3 separate regions of the Gossypium hirsutum genome follow, and all the other regions are linked to region 1. Evidence: chromatin contacts called from public Hi-C data. All regions are on one chromosome and are shown on one strand. Each heading gives the region's core, a stretch centred on a gene start, on an enhancer-like site or on the middle of the called end of the contact. The rest is flanking DNA. Distances are from core to core; before and after follow the strand shown. Region 1 has its middle 19 kb from the start of LOC107920690. Region 2 holds the start of LOC107940865 (multiple organellar RNA editing factor 9, chloroplastic). Region 3 holds the start of LOC107939646 (histone H2A.6).

Region 1 (4,992 bases), core at 1,636-4,135:
AAAATTATTTAATATTAATATATTAAATTTTATTTTGGAAAATAGAAAAATAGAATCGGATTGGATCAAATTAAAAAGTACTGGGTCAAAAAGTTTGAGAAGTACTCATAATTGGACCCGATATGAAAGAGGTCCAAAATCTACTTATGTAACATGAAGGGGTTGCCAACCCTAGTAGGAATACTAGGGTGTGCCGTCCACCATACTTCCACTCTAAGTATGAAGTTGCTTTTCTATTTGAAATAAACCATTACAACTCAACAAGGATTCTACTTTCTCTTCCTATGAATAGATGACACTGATACAACTATTACGACAAGTTTAAGACATTGTTACTCTACTGGAAATAGAAAGAATTTATTCTCAACTATTAAATATATTTTTCTAGAATAACAATTCTATCAGTTTCTATTAAAGAAGAGAGCATTTTCATTTTCACCCCAAAAGAAAAATAAAACTTTTTCTAGTTCTGTGATTTGATTCAATTGGTTCAAATCCGCACTCGAAACAGTTTGTGGTACGATAATAGCGGAGAAGATCATTTAGTTGAAAGCCAAAAAAAATCAAGGATTCACTTACCAAAAAACATAGGTACAATTTCGGTCTAAAGATTTATTGCTATAAACATCACAAACTCAGTCAATTTTCAAAATTTTAATTTTCCGCTGTACAAGAAAATTATTTTCAAACTGAAAATTTTCCAACAATTGGTTCAATTTTATTATTAAAATTCAAAATCGTTTAAACCAAATTAGCCAACTTTACAACTATTAAATATAATATATATTTAAATCCAGACTTAAATCCAATATCAACCAAACTCAAACCTAAACCTAAACCTAGACAAATTTAAACTTTATTCAAAATCCAATCTAAAAAAATAAATAAATCCACTTTAAATTAAAAATTATTATATAGATAATAATATTAATAAAATTTAATATTAAAAAATAAAACATTAATAATTAAAAAATTAAAAGTATATATAAATTTCCAAATCATAAAAATACTTAAAGTAAAACCTAAATTCCAAAATCATTAGAATTAAATTTATTAGTAATGTTGTTTGTATAGTATAATAAAACATGTTTAATAATTTGTGATCATAGAACACTAATTACCATATTATTAAATTAATATATTATGCCATTATATATTATATAATCATTAAATTTAAATTTTATAGATTTTAATAGTTATTAATTTTATATATTTATTATACATATATATTTATAGTATTAAAAAGTATTTTATATTCAATTAATGTTTTTTTTAAAATATTTCACTTTATAATTTAACATAAAAATTATTATAATTGCATTTGCTATTAATAACATTTTAATATAAATATGTAAAGCTTATGAACATATTTTTATAAAATAAATAATAATGACCTATTTTTATTTTAGTAATATTGTAAAATTATAGTAATTATTAATGTCTATTGTTGTTGTTCAGTTATAAATTTAGGTTTTGGTTTAGATTTATTTTGAGCTTGAGTCAGATCGGTCTTGAACTCAGATTTTTGTAAACTCGAACTTTCTCGAACTTAAATTTTTTTGATCTCAAACTTCTTTGAGCTCGAATCTATTAGAAGCTTGGGACTGTTTTACCAACTTTTATCTATCTACCTATACTATGAATCATTTGCTTGAATTGCATAAAAACAAGGAAAAGGAAAGGAAATTATCACATTTTAATTTCCGTTATTTGGACTTCTTTAATTTAGGTAAGGAAAAATAAAGAGAGTTAAATATCCCTTATTTTCCCTTGAATTACTTAATTTTTAGCCCAGTTCGAAATAAAAGTTAGGGAAAGAAAAGTTAAATATCCAGATTGTTGTTGAAGGTTGGATTATGATCAAGATAAGCTATGCTTTTTTCACTTAACAAAACTGGTTTAATGAAGAATTCCAAGGATTTGTAAGGAGGGTGGGATCTTATTTGGGTTTCATGGGTTTGGGCCAATGAAGTTGTTATTGGATTGAACTTAAAACTTAATAAAACCCACAAAATCATCCTTTTTTTTACTAAAAATATACAACAACTACCTTTGCAACGTTGGTGCAAATAGCAACAGTCCTCTATGCCAGGCATATGCAGAATCCTTAAAACATCTGTTTGTTCAATTGAGTATGGTTTGGATCTCCCCTCTCTCTTTTGCGTGTTGATAGTTTTAATCTTTCCTCGTTCTATTCTTGCATTTTCAAATGGTTTCAAAATTAGTAAGCATGGACATAGCTCATCCCTCTTTGAACTTATGTTATACATGTGTCTAACACGGTCCCGACATATCAGGACGTGTCCGAATACGTAAAAAAATCAGACAGAGTCACGATACGGGTGTCTAAAAACGAACATGTTCCCAACATAGTGACAATGGATAAAGACACCGGATTGAAAAACCCCAGTTGAGAATGAAAGAAGAAGTAAAGTTTTAGATTTTTTTTTTCTTTTTTTTTTCGTAAAATGAATGAAAGACTGAAATTAAGGTTGAAAGTTTTAAGGTTTTCTTGAAAAAGATGAAAGGTTTTTACAGACAAAATTGAAACAGTCCAAGGCCTGTCTTGGCTATTAGTAATCAATTTAAAATATTGGGTTGGATTGCCTTTTGGGTTTATTATTTTGGGTAGTCCAAGATTTATCTTGGGCTATTTGTAAATTGATTTAAAATATTGGGTTAGATTTAAAGTTTTAGATTTTTTTTTATGAATATAAATATTTTTAATATTGTTTTTATTGCCGTATCTATATCTTCATTTTCTAAAAATTACTATGTCACTATATTCGTATCGTATGTATTACTTGTCCATGTACATACTTCATAGCTTCAAAATAATGAAATCAATTCTTCAGCCTCGAGATACTTTTATACGGCCTGCATCTGCATGTCGTGGTCAATATGGAAAGCAAGAAATGAACTCACCTGTAAGAGTATCACTCATAGTTCGATCCATTAGGAGGCAACTCTCAATTATGGACTCTTTCAAATTCACTCTGAATATCAACAGTCTTCGGCAAGTTCTTCTATCTATTGAAGAAGGTGGTACACACTTCATGGGCGCTTCATCTTGACATCTGCAGCAATCGGAGTGAACCATCATACACAATGACAATGGCGATCAAATTGTCTGCAGTCAAAAGCCACATCGCACCTTCCAAGCTTAAAGCAATGATCCTCACTCTATGATATTCATTTATTCTTCTAAAATCTCACAATATTACCTTCTGTAAATTCCTGTTAAAAGATCGTAAATTCATCAACATCATCCTTAATAAAACAAGCGCAGGATGGCAGCTCAAACTGGCATCCCAAGACCTACAAGAGCTCCTCAAAGATAGCAAATTCATCCAAGATAAAAATGAAAACCCGCTTATAAGGAAAGATATCACTGGCTGAGCGAAATGTGCTTTAAAGACATTTACTTCTTTCACCTGGCCTTAATAATTTATTCCTTTACTTTGTAGTTTGTACAATAAAAAAATAAATTGTCTAAAAGTATAATTTAATGATTAAACCAAAAAATCAACTTTGGATGTGATTTTTTTAATCGTCATTGGCCATCCCTTTCCACCATGCACTTATTCTGCTTTAGACTTTTATGTAATACATGCATGACGCACTTATATTGACACAAGTTGAACGGCTGATAATATTATAAAAAGGTCAAATTATGTTTTGTGTCCCTCTCTTACTCAATTTTTTTATATTTAATTTTTTTAAATGTTTATGTGATTTTTTTTCAATTAAAAAAACTCATGTTTATGTGATGGCTTAGAATAGGTGTTTTGAAGGGAAAAAATTCCGCAAATTTAGAAGGTTTTAGAAAAAATATTAAGCTAAAAAATAGGCTAAGTAAAAAATTAGCCCATTTAAAATATGGGTCAAGATCAAGCTCAAACATTCAATATCTGAGCTTAGCCTGACCTATTTTCTAAATTTTAATATATTATATTGTGTTATTTTTGTATTCTATGTAATTTATAACACATAAAATAAATAAATCTATTGCCATATACAACACTATGATGTAAACATAAAATATTGTTAAGATGCTCATACATAAAATTTTAATAAATGAAAAAAAATATAAATTTATTAATTATTAAATTAAAAATAATATGAATAGATTTAAAACCATTTTTAAATATGGACGAGTTTAAATATAATTTTATGTCCATATTTCGAGTTGTTGTTATCTTAATTAAAGTACATGACCTAATTGTAAAAAATATACATAAACTAAATTTCAATTTTGAGATTATAAAAAATTATAATGCAATTAGGGATGGAGTAGAGGTTCGCAAGCTCCTTAAAATGGAAAATTTTATCTTTAATCCTTTTATAATTTAAAAGATTTTAAATTAATTAATTTAAGTGTACAATAATCCATGTTGATTGTCGTTATAAAAGTACAACACCAAGCTTGTTAAAAACGATTAAGTGCTAATTGATTGAGTTAATCGTGATGTTCATGCCATTATTGGGGTAGTTGCTGAGTCATTAACTATTTTTTTTTTAGCCCATGGATTATTTTATTTTACTCCAATTACTTTGGATATTATTATTGCTCACTCCTTTTATCTTGGTGGATCTAGTTATGGACATGGTGGAAACAAAGAATTTCGGAATAGTAAAACGTGTGGGAGAAAATGGATTATGTATTTAAGTGTTGGATTGTTTTAATAAATGATGAAATTCAATAATGATAGAATTTTAATTTAATCCTTAAAGATTATAAAGATATAATTTCTCAAAAAAATATGCAACTTAATTCGGTCCTTAAAAAATTTTTCTAACTTCGTCTTAAAGGTTAAATTAAATGCAAAAGGACTTTTATAATTAAGGAATTAATTTTCTATTACATTCTATTCCAGTCCAAATTCAGTCATGCACGTGGATGACTATTTCGTCTTTTAGGCATTATAAAAACTGAAACAACGTAAATGTGCTGGTGACTAAATTTGGTAGCGTATATACTTATTTAATTAT
Region 2 (4,992 bases), core at 1,078-3,577, 500 kb after region 1:
CAACCACATCCATAGTGTTCCAATTAAGAGGATTCATAGTGACTTTCTCAGGAACAAGTGTTCCGATAACATGTCGACATTAGTTAGCCGCGGTACCGTCGGTGAACTCTCAACAAAAGACAATAAGTTGTGTGATGAAAATTGAACTTTAGACGGCATTTTCTTGTACCTTGTTAAGATGATGATTCCGATGTACTCGCTGCTTGCTTTGGTCTGTATTGTCCAGCAGGTGGACCGTCTTTTCGTCTCTCGTATCGTTTGCTCACGGATCTTGATTCTTTTCTAGGTTTTGGTTGGTAAGTAGGGTATTTGCAGGGAATTATTTCTCCGTTGATATATTGATCACCTACAAAAACACGAAACCAAAGCCGAAATCAGAAGCAAGATCATAATCTAGCTGTCTCGTGAGAAACAAAGATATTTGTATGCATGGCAAACCAACCTCCGTAATCTTTATTTTTGACGTCTATGTAGGAATCCGGCAGCACCCAAAGAACTACGGGAAATCCTACGTGTGGAAGAACAAAGTTCATCCCAAAGTCATGGATAAGTAACAACAAAGTTTAAACAAACAGGGTCGATGATAAATCTTCTTACCTTTGAACTTTTCCGAGGTTTCTTCCAATACCGTGCATTGGAATCCAGTATATGTAGTGGTGCTAAACGCGTTCATGTTCTTCGCTTCTTCCATGCTGAATAACAAGAAAATAAAGTCCAGCTAGCATTTATTCATTACAATAACTAGATACACAATACTCATCGGAACAATGATTACCGTATTAGTAACAATGACTAAATACACGCATAATGACCTCCATAGTCATCTCAACTAAGTTTTAACATATTACGTCGCAATGAGCATCAACTTAACATTAGATTCGGAACCTCGTGAGAAGAAGTCAGATTCGACAACCGGCTGCCATCACGAAAGTTCCTTCTAAACCATCTAATAGTAGAGACCTAAACACGGAGAAGCAAAAACACAATGCTAAGAAGACCTTTTCTTCTTCTTTTCATTTATATATAAAAGATTAGCCATTGAAAACTCATTCTCCAGATAGTAGACACTGATAACTTGATGACCGAATTTCCGACCATGGGTCTCATGTTGATAACTAAGAAAGGCTCATTTAAGATACATGTCCTTGGAAAGACTGCAAATGACCTAAAAGAAAGCTTACTATAAAGCTATAAGTGACATATGAGTTGCAAGCTTCACTTATGTGAACCTATCGAGATCAAAGTAAATAGTTAAGATCTTAAGGAGTTCTTCCCGATAACTTATGATCGAGCTATGTTCAAGTATCTTAATACTCAATTTAGTTAGTTCAAAAGCTAATTGAGTTTTTTTTATTATAAATGTATTTTTAATATATTGAAATCAAATTACTACGTTATCACAAAAGAAAGTTTGACTCGAGCTTTTGAGTACATAAATTGTGTAAATAAGCTCCATCAATCTAAATTCGAGTAGTTGAATATTATTTCAAGCAAAGTTTAAAATATTTGATTAAGCTTGAGTCGAGCAGCGAGCAATAAATTTCTATTTGAGTTCAATTTTAATTTTTTCATCATTTGAAGAGCAACTCAATTATGTAAGTATCATATATGAATATGCATAAAATATTATTATAATTAAATTTTTTCAAAAATTTTAAATGTGTTAGAATGTGAGGAATAAAAAATAATAATCTATATATATATATAAAAGAAGAAGAAGCAAAACCAACAAAAAAAATCTCATCAAAACTTGACATTACCCAGCAAGGCAGCAAAAGAAAACAACCCCTTTCATAAAAAAACCAAGAAATATCCCGAAGAGAAAAAAGAAACATACAAAAAAACTCCATATTCTTTCATATTTTCAACTAAAGAAAAGAAAACCCGGAAAGCTTCAAGTCATCTCACCTGCCAAGAACAGTGGCAAGAGTGTTGAGGTAATTGTCAATCATTTGTTCTCTAGTAGGAGCAGGGTCTTTAGGGAACTCCATAACAATAAGCCAATGATTATAATCACAGCCGGATAACATTATCGTTTCCCTGGGTTCATTCCTGCTGCTTCTCTTGGGTGAATAGTCACTGTCAAGTACTGCAGCTTTGATAGTACGAGGAGGAGGAGGAGGAGGAGTTGGTGCAGTCAGTGAGTTGAGTCCCAGAGTAGAAGGGGGAGTGAGTTGGAAGAAAGGGCTTTGTGGGTAAAAGGAAAGAGGGAGGGTTTAACAGAATTGCCATTGGAAATTTGTGTAAGGGTCTAAGAGATTAGATGAATTGAAGTGAAATTATTATGGTTATTTTCGGTTACTTTGAAGATGGTGTTGGCAATGGCATGCTGATATTTTTGATATTTTGGGTTTTCTTAATAAATTTGGGACATTGGGCTGAAAGCCCCAAATTAATGGATCTGAGTTTTTTTTTACAAAAAAATTATTACGATTTCGTAACTATCCTCTCAATAATATCGTTTTTAGATTCGATTGTGTGCTTTGTGTTTTCCAATAATGTTGTTTGTAATGTTCGACTTTATGTTCTTTTTTTAAGTAGAGACATTATTGAGGAAAATCGGATCTATGATTGATATCATTAGTATACATGTTAATTAACTCTAGTCCGAGCTAAAATATTAGTTTAAAATTTTACTTAAATTTATATATAGATTATTTTTTATTTAAGCATGAATTTTTAAATTTATACCTAAAAATAGATTTATGTTTTAAAATTTTAAATTTATTTTGACAAAACGAGATTTGTTTTATTATTTTTTAACATTATTTGATATAGTTTCAAAGTCTTTTTTATACATATTTCTAAAACATAATAATTTTTCAAGTAAATAAAAATATTTAATAACACTTATACTGTATTTTTTAAAAAAATTTACATAAAAATTTTAAGTTATTCTCACTATTTTAAACATAAAATATTTGTTTTTACATCATATTATACTTGTCTCTTCAAAAAAAAAAGGTGTCTTGACTTGTATGGAACAGTGGCTAAAGTTTTTATCAAATACCCATTTGGCACAAAGTTTGAGTCGTATTAACCTTGTTTCCCACCTTAATATTGTATAAAAAAAATAGGTGAATACACTTGAGAGATCTCTCTATTTTTGGGACCTAACCAAATTAGTCCCTTTACAATAAAACGGATCAATTTAATCTTTATACTATTTAAAAGAATTAACTAAGGCCAAATTGAAATAGAGTTAACATTTACTATTAAAAACATATCAATTACTATTTAGCGAGATTGAAAGTTTAGGACATTATTTATACAATAAATGTTAACTTTGTTACAATTCAAACTTGATTCTTTTTAATAATATAAAGATTAAATTGAGAGGGATTAATTTGACCTCATCCCTATAGTATAGGGATCTATTAGGAATTTAACCAAAACAATTATGTTATTTCAATTTTGTGAAAAATTCATTTGTAATTTTTGTGAAGTTGACACTATCCCTATAAACGAGTATTCATAAATGGGCCTAAAATTGCAACCATTGTGGGCCATTTACCATACACAAATGGGCCTAAGGGTGGTGATTTCAACTCCATAGCATTGCTAAAGGAACCTATAATTGTGGATTTGTAGGCATATGTTCTATATTATTTATCTTTCCCTACCAAAAAGGGTTTGGTTGAAAATTTACAATATAATTTTTGGAAAATGAAAATATAAATATGTGAAAATTTAAAAAAAAATTCTTTACAAAATTAAAAATAATAAAAATGATTTTTAATTTTAAATAACTTGGTCGTAATTTAAATTCATATAAATGCATAAAAATGTTCCTCTTTTAAAATATTAAATCTGAGATCTTAATTTAAATTTCTAGAAAAATAGTAACCGATTGTGTTTTCATTTTTTTATTGAAAATATTGTTTTCAATTTTTTTTGGTTCAAGAAATTTTATTTATCAAACTTGTCTTTCAATTTTTAAAAAATAGAAAATATTTTCAAAAATTATTATTTTTATCTCAACAAACATGAAAATCGAACGAGTTATTAGTATAATTAAGTAACGTTGAGAAAACCTTAATTCATTTTTCTTTCTTGTATAATCACAGATATCCTCATTTATTTTACGGACTGAATATTGGTTTTTTTGAATTATTTTTTTTTAATAAAATATGAATTGGTGATGGCTCTCAACATAAATGATGACAAAGGAAGAAAAATGTAGGAAGTAGGTTCTACCAATTACTCTTCATATTTCCATCATGAAACCCTTTAAAATAAATCCTAACTTTTCCAAGGCCCCCCCATGGTCATACTATCTTAAAACTCTCCATATATATATAACTGTAATAATGTTAGCAGCCTCTTTATTATATATAAAGAAAAAATAGAAAAAATTAAATAGAGATATCCTCTTATTATTGATGCAAAAATGTGTCAAGCTATTGGCCTAGGAACTGACCCATGTGCCTTAACCCCACAAAATACCTTCTAGGACTTGATATTCTTTCAAGCAATTTTGCATATAAATAAGTGGCCAATGATGGAGTTTTGGTTAAGGTATTCAAAGTTTGGAGTATTGTGTTTGGAGAAGACAATCTCAATAATTGAATACTTTTTTTTCATTTTAGTAAACTGGATGTGAAAGATGTTTACAAACAAATTGGATGTGAGAGATAAATTAAGAAAATAATATAATACTGAAGGTAAAAAATAAGGTGATAGTATTTGAATCTGTGTTAAATAAGTGTCTAATAAAAATTTAATCACCGCTTTATATACCCTCAATGTTTTAAAAAAATTAAATATTTTATTTGAAAATATATTTGTCCAAGGATTGTATTGTTCAAATTTGAAAAAATTTAAACAAAAATATTAGACTTGAAATACAAAAACTATAAAAAACCCCATTTTTAAAAATGAAAATTGCAAGCGTGAGTCTAATTTAATTCAGAATTGAATAAAAATACAAATTTAATATTATTATATTTTTTACATTTTTAAAAAAATGCTTAAACCTTAAACTTAAATATC
Region 3 (4,992 bases), core at 1,253-3,752, 380 kb before region 1:
TTGAATAAGCTTACAATGCATGTAAAAAGAAGTTGACAAGGAAGAACTTTTGCTCTTATTGAAAAAGGGTTCTTACATTGAGCTGACAAAATGTTTCAAGGTTTTTTTTTCTTGGTGGGATTCTGAATTTTTTTTAATTGTATTCTGATAACAAACATTTAGTTGAATTATTATTTATAGTAATATGTTTATATTAAATATAGTAATCACAATTGTTAATTTGATGATTTTGCAACATACCACCAACATCCTTTTGTGTTTTTTGAGGGGGTTTGAAATGAAATTTTACCAAAAGAAAAGCTGTTTATTGGAGTGAATTTTGGAATAATTAGTGGAGTAATTAAATATTTGTAGTTGTTTTCAATAGATAAGTTTAGATATTATTTTTGTTTTGAAAATATGGATATTAAAATTTTTAATTTTGAAACAAATGGGATATGTTCGTTGTTGTAACCAAATATGAGAAATCTTAGATTATAATCAATAAAAGAATCTCATTTTATTATCCATTCGGAAGACACATTTCTTTTAAATATCAATTGCATAATATTCATTTAAATCTATTCGGGATACACAGTCAGATAAGATACAACATATTTAATTTAATTCATTTTTTATTTTACATTATAATATCACTATAACGACGCTATTTTTATATTAACTACACTTTAGGTAAATGCAGTAGTTATTACATTTTATTCCATTAACATCTTTGAAACATATAAAGTAGAAAAAAATACTATAAACATTTTATATTAAAAATTAAATTACATTTAAACATCTAATTATCCCATCAACAACATCAATTTTAAATGATGAAATTAAAAAAAAAAACAAATAATTTATTTTTGATAACTTAACTCTAATATAAAAGCTCCAAAATACTTTTTACGAATTTCTTACAATCCAATTTTCATTAAAAAAAATGGTTACAATTTCCAAAAGTAAAAATATAAAAATAAAACTCTGTATAAGAAAAGTTCAACTTAGAATCATAATCTCAACAAATTTGGGGATAAAAGAATGCCTAGAAACATTTTAACCCAACAAAAATGTATTTTGTATCTAGATTTCCAAACTTAGAACATTTAACCTGACAAATGTATATAAAACTTCAACCCTTCTACAAAAATACCCCACAAACTTCAATAAATGCAAACATTAATCAAAATGGAACACAACTCTCAACCCCCTCCCCCCTCCCCAGGATGACAACACATCATTTGAATCACATTTGAAATAACAAATAAACAAGTAGCTTACTAAAAATAGTCTCAAAAAAACAACACAATTGAAACTCAAGTGTTGCATTCATTTCATTAATGAATGATTGAACAATAAAATGACAAAAATGGATCACAACTCTTCTATAAAGTAGAAGATAATGCTTGATGATTCATTCTATTCACATTCAACCAAAAACCCCTAAAGCTACCTTATTCTACCTACTAACTAAACACTATCAATAAACTACAAACTTAATAAATAAAAAACTAAGTGAAACAACATTCAAAGCTAATACCCATGATGGTTTCAATCTAAGAATCACGTAAGCAGAGGGAGATAAATCAGGGGGTTCCCTTAGGGTTTTATGAGTCTAAACTGTTGACATAATCTAATCTTCATCACCTCCAGATGCCTTTGAGGAAGTTCCAGCTTTCTTGGGAAGGAGGAGATTGTGGATGTTGGGCATCACACCACCGTTGGCAATCGTGACATCTCCAAGTAGTTTGCTTAGCTCTTCATCGTTCCTTACGGCTAGCTGAATATGACGTGGCACAATTCGGGTTTTCTTGTTGTCTCTCGCTGCATTTCCAGCAAGCTCAAGAACCTGAAACAAACATGTAATATTCAATAAATATATATAATAATAGATACAAAGATACCATAATGTCTTCTGATTTGAATTATTAAGGTATGAATTTTCACCAAAAACATAAAAATTGGAAAACAGTAGCAAATTTGGGGGAAATTAAACCCTAGTTTTCCAGCCCGACGGAAACAGAAAGATACTGTTTTTTTTTAAAACATAGAAACTATTGAAGGTTTCTCACATTTGAAAACTTAATCGGAAAATCTTTTCTTCTAATAACTAAATGAACAATGAAATTCGAAACCCTAGATTAGGTTACCAAACCAAATAAACACCTCATTTAACCAAATTTACCGATTATACCTAAGAATTTAAAACAAATGAATTACAAAAAGAAAATCATCGCAATACCTCAGCGGCAAGATATTCAAGAACTGCGGCAAGGTAAACCGGAGCTCCAGCGCCGACTCGTTCAGCATATTTCCCAGCCTTAAGGAACCGAGCTATACGACCCACCGGAAATTGAAGCCCGGCCTTGCTACTCCTCGATGTCGCCTTCTTCGAGGCTCCCGATCCGAGAGTTTTGCCCCGACCCGCCATTTTAGATCAGCAACGAAATTATATGAAATGAGAAATATAAAAAAGAGTTGGGGCTTGCGGGAGAGTGGGTAGAAAGTAAAAGATATACAAGTGATGCCGTAGCCGATTGTTTCGGGTATATATAGTGAAGAGTGTAAAGCGTTTAGCCAATAGGAAGAGAGGACACGGATCGAAAAGGATAACCGTTGGATGGTGATGAAATGAACGGTTAGATTTGAACTTTGCACCGCTTCGGTTTTTATATTTCAGTTAAAACTTTTGGAGGGAAATTCCCTTTTTCTTTTGGATAAATTATGTTTTGGTCCTTCCACTATATCCAAATTTTGGATTTAATCTAACTTTAATTTGACATAATTTCACCCTCTACTTTTATAATTTATTAATTAATTCAATTTATAAACGCAGTTAATTATTTCCGTTGAATTCTTAATGTGATTTTTTGGTTAAATTTATTGGTGTGACATTTTAAAGTTAAAAAAAAACTCACATGGTAAACATGTAACCAGAACTTTGACTTTTGTAATGAACTTCAATTTAACAAAATAAATTCAACAATGTTAACAATTGGACCTTAAATTTTAAAATCTAAAAATAAAAAAAATTAAATTCTTAAGAATAAATATAAAATAATTAAATTTCAATTTTGGGTTGACCCCTCTAGAGCCATTTCCAAAGCTTATGAGAAAACGAATCATGCAATTCTTTCACAAAGCTCAGACTTGGGTCGTGGTGAATCTACTATTGTAACTGCAATATTGATAAATGGAATAAAACTATGGGTGGCAAATATAGGAGATTCACGTATTTTTCTTTTTAGAGGGGGTTAGGCAATACAAATAACAACAGATTATGAACCCAACACTCAACGAGTTAGCATTGAGCAGTAGATATTGTAGATATTACAATAATATGTTTTGATTCGCATCTTTTGGAATTAAATTAGATAAACATTTTGCATCTTCAAAATAAAGCATCTTCACCTTTCAAGAACAAGAACAAATATATCATGATCTTCCATCATTGTTCCAAGACAAAACTCTTGGAAAGTATTTGTATGGAGAATTCCTAAGCATTTCATATGTAATAAGCAAAACCATATATTGAAAAAAAGACAAAGTAGAAATGTGATTTGTTTTATAAATAATGCAAATCCAAATGTAAAAGATTTTATCTGAAATTTCTATTGAATCATGATAGAGGGTCCAATTTATTCAAAGATTTAGAGAAAAGAGGTTCTCTAAAATGCAGTGTCAGCAATAATATTAAATACATTAATAAGTGTCAATTTCTAATGTATGTACACATTATTTTTTCTTTATTTGAAGATTTAGTTTTATTCTTTTTTATGATTTTTTTATTAATTATAAGAATAATAATATTTACATTTAAATATTTTACTTATGTTGCCAATTGAGTTTTAGTTTGATTGGTATAGGCATTGTTGCTAATACAAAAGGATATAGATTCAAGTGTGCTAAAGCGCATTATCTTCCTATTCATGGGTTAGAGAGGGATTATGGGTAATTCTACATATTGTATAAAAAAACAAATATACAATAAAATTATTCAAATTTAAATACCAATAGCCAAAGAATACAAAAATGAACTATTATAGTTAAAGGTTTTAATAATCCAATGGAATAGGATTGATAGATGTCCAACAAAGAAGAATCTAGGCTAATAATTAATATAAAGTAACTCAAGCTAAGTTTTTTTTGTTTTTGCTTCTTGGATACTTTTAATTTCATCTTTGTGTTGGCAATTATGGAGTTTTTTTTTAAGCCAATAATATTGTCCATGTAATTTTGTTTCTAATATCATTTAGTTAAATTGATTTTTTTATATTATTTAATTTTTTGGAACTTTTTTTTTACAAGTATGGGAATAAAAGAATACATGATTATGATTCACTTTCTTTACATATTGATTTCTTGAAAGATTACAGTACTAATTATTGGCAATTAATAGCAGATGAATCATAACAAATTACTCTTTTAGATTATGATGTAGAAACAAAATTTGTAGAATGTGTCTCGTATTTTTCGATCAAACTAGAGTCAAAGTAGAGGCGACGTTGCGATGAGGAATCACGCAACGTCGCAATGATGACAATGTTCAAAACAAAGGCAAAGTAGTGGCGACGTCGTGACAAGGAGTCCGAGACGTCATGACTATGCGATCAATTCCAAATTTAAAGAAGTTATGTATTAAACTCTCAGCAGGGTAGTTTTCCTAATTAATCTTTTATTACACCAGAGATAGTATAGTCATATTAGAACTCTAATCTTAACCTATTTAAAGGGTTATAGTAACCCTAGAAAAAAAGAACAAAGGAGAATAACACAATGTTAAAGAAAAATGCAAGAGAGAGTTTTAGAAAGCTTTTTAGGGAATTTTGCGTTTTAGCCAAAAAGCTTTGTATTCAGGGTTAGGGTTTGTTTTAAATTTCTCTATCTTGCTCTCTTTGTTTGTTTGCTCATTAGTGAAGTCTCATTGGCCTGTGGTTTTTTGTCCTCTTGATTGGAGGAGTTTTTCTACGTAAATTGATGTGCCCAATTATTTTTATTCCTTCTTTCTCG

Evidence for each region. Hi-C and Micro-C count contacts between places; a contact is called where the count stands out from the background.
Region 2: a contact with region 1 is called in a Hi-C map of leaf, with 3 times the contacts expected there. The contact joins the promoter of LOC107940865 here to the enhancer-like site in region 1. A contact is called at or near these places in 2 of 34 Hi-C or Micro-C datasets (callus and leaf).
Region 3: a contact with region 1 is called in a Hi-C map of hypocotyl, with 2.8 times the contacts expected there. The contact joins the promoter of LOC107939646 here to the enhancer-like site in region 1. A contact is called at or near these places in 2 of 34 Hi-C or Micro-C datasets (hypocotyl and leaf).

What each region holds. Positions count from the first base shown.
Region 1 is chrA04:4,053,861-4,058,852 of Gossypium_hirsutum_v2.1, forward strand. No RefSeq gene overlaps it. Among protein-coding and RNA genes, the nearest start is that of LOC107920690, 19 kb to the right of the region's middle. Within about 2 kb of position 2,886, at least 2 of the 9 cell types and tissues checked have an H3K27ac peak or open chromatin away from gene starts, as enhancers often do. A contact at or near this core is called in hypocotyl, where this site is marked.
Region 2 is chrA04:4,552,095-4,557,086 of Gossypium_hirsutum_v2.1, forward strand. It overlaps LOC107940865 (multiple organellar RNA editing factor 9, chloroplastic), which reads right to left and starts at 2,328. Exons shown (of 3, transcript XM_016874328.2): 1 at 2,303-2,328; 2 at 1,909-2,187; 3 at 530-692. The coding sequence starts at 2,328. The coding sequence ends at 530.
Region 3 is chrA04:3,674,684-3,679,675 of Gossypium_hirsutum_v2.1, forward strand. It overlaps LOC107939646 (histone H2A.6), which reads right to left and starts at 2,503. Exons shown (of 2, transcript XM_016873008.2): 1 at 2,225-2,503; 2 at 1,292-1,831. The coding sequence starts at 2,413. The coding sequence ends at 1,616. It overlaps LOC107939636 (formin-like protein 5), which reads right to left and starts at 168. Exons shown (of 8, transcript XR_005925390.1): 1 at 77-168.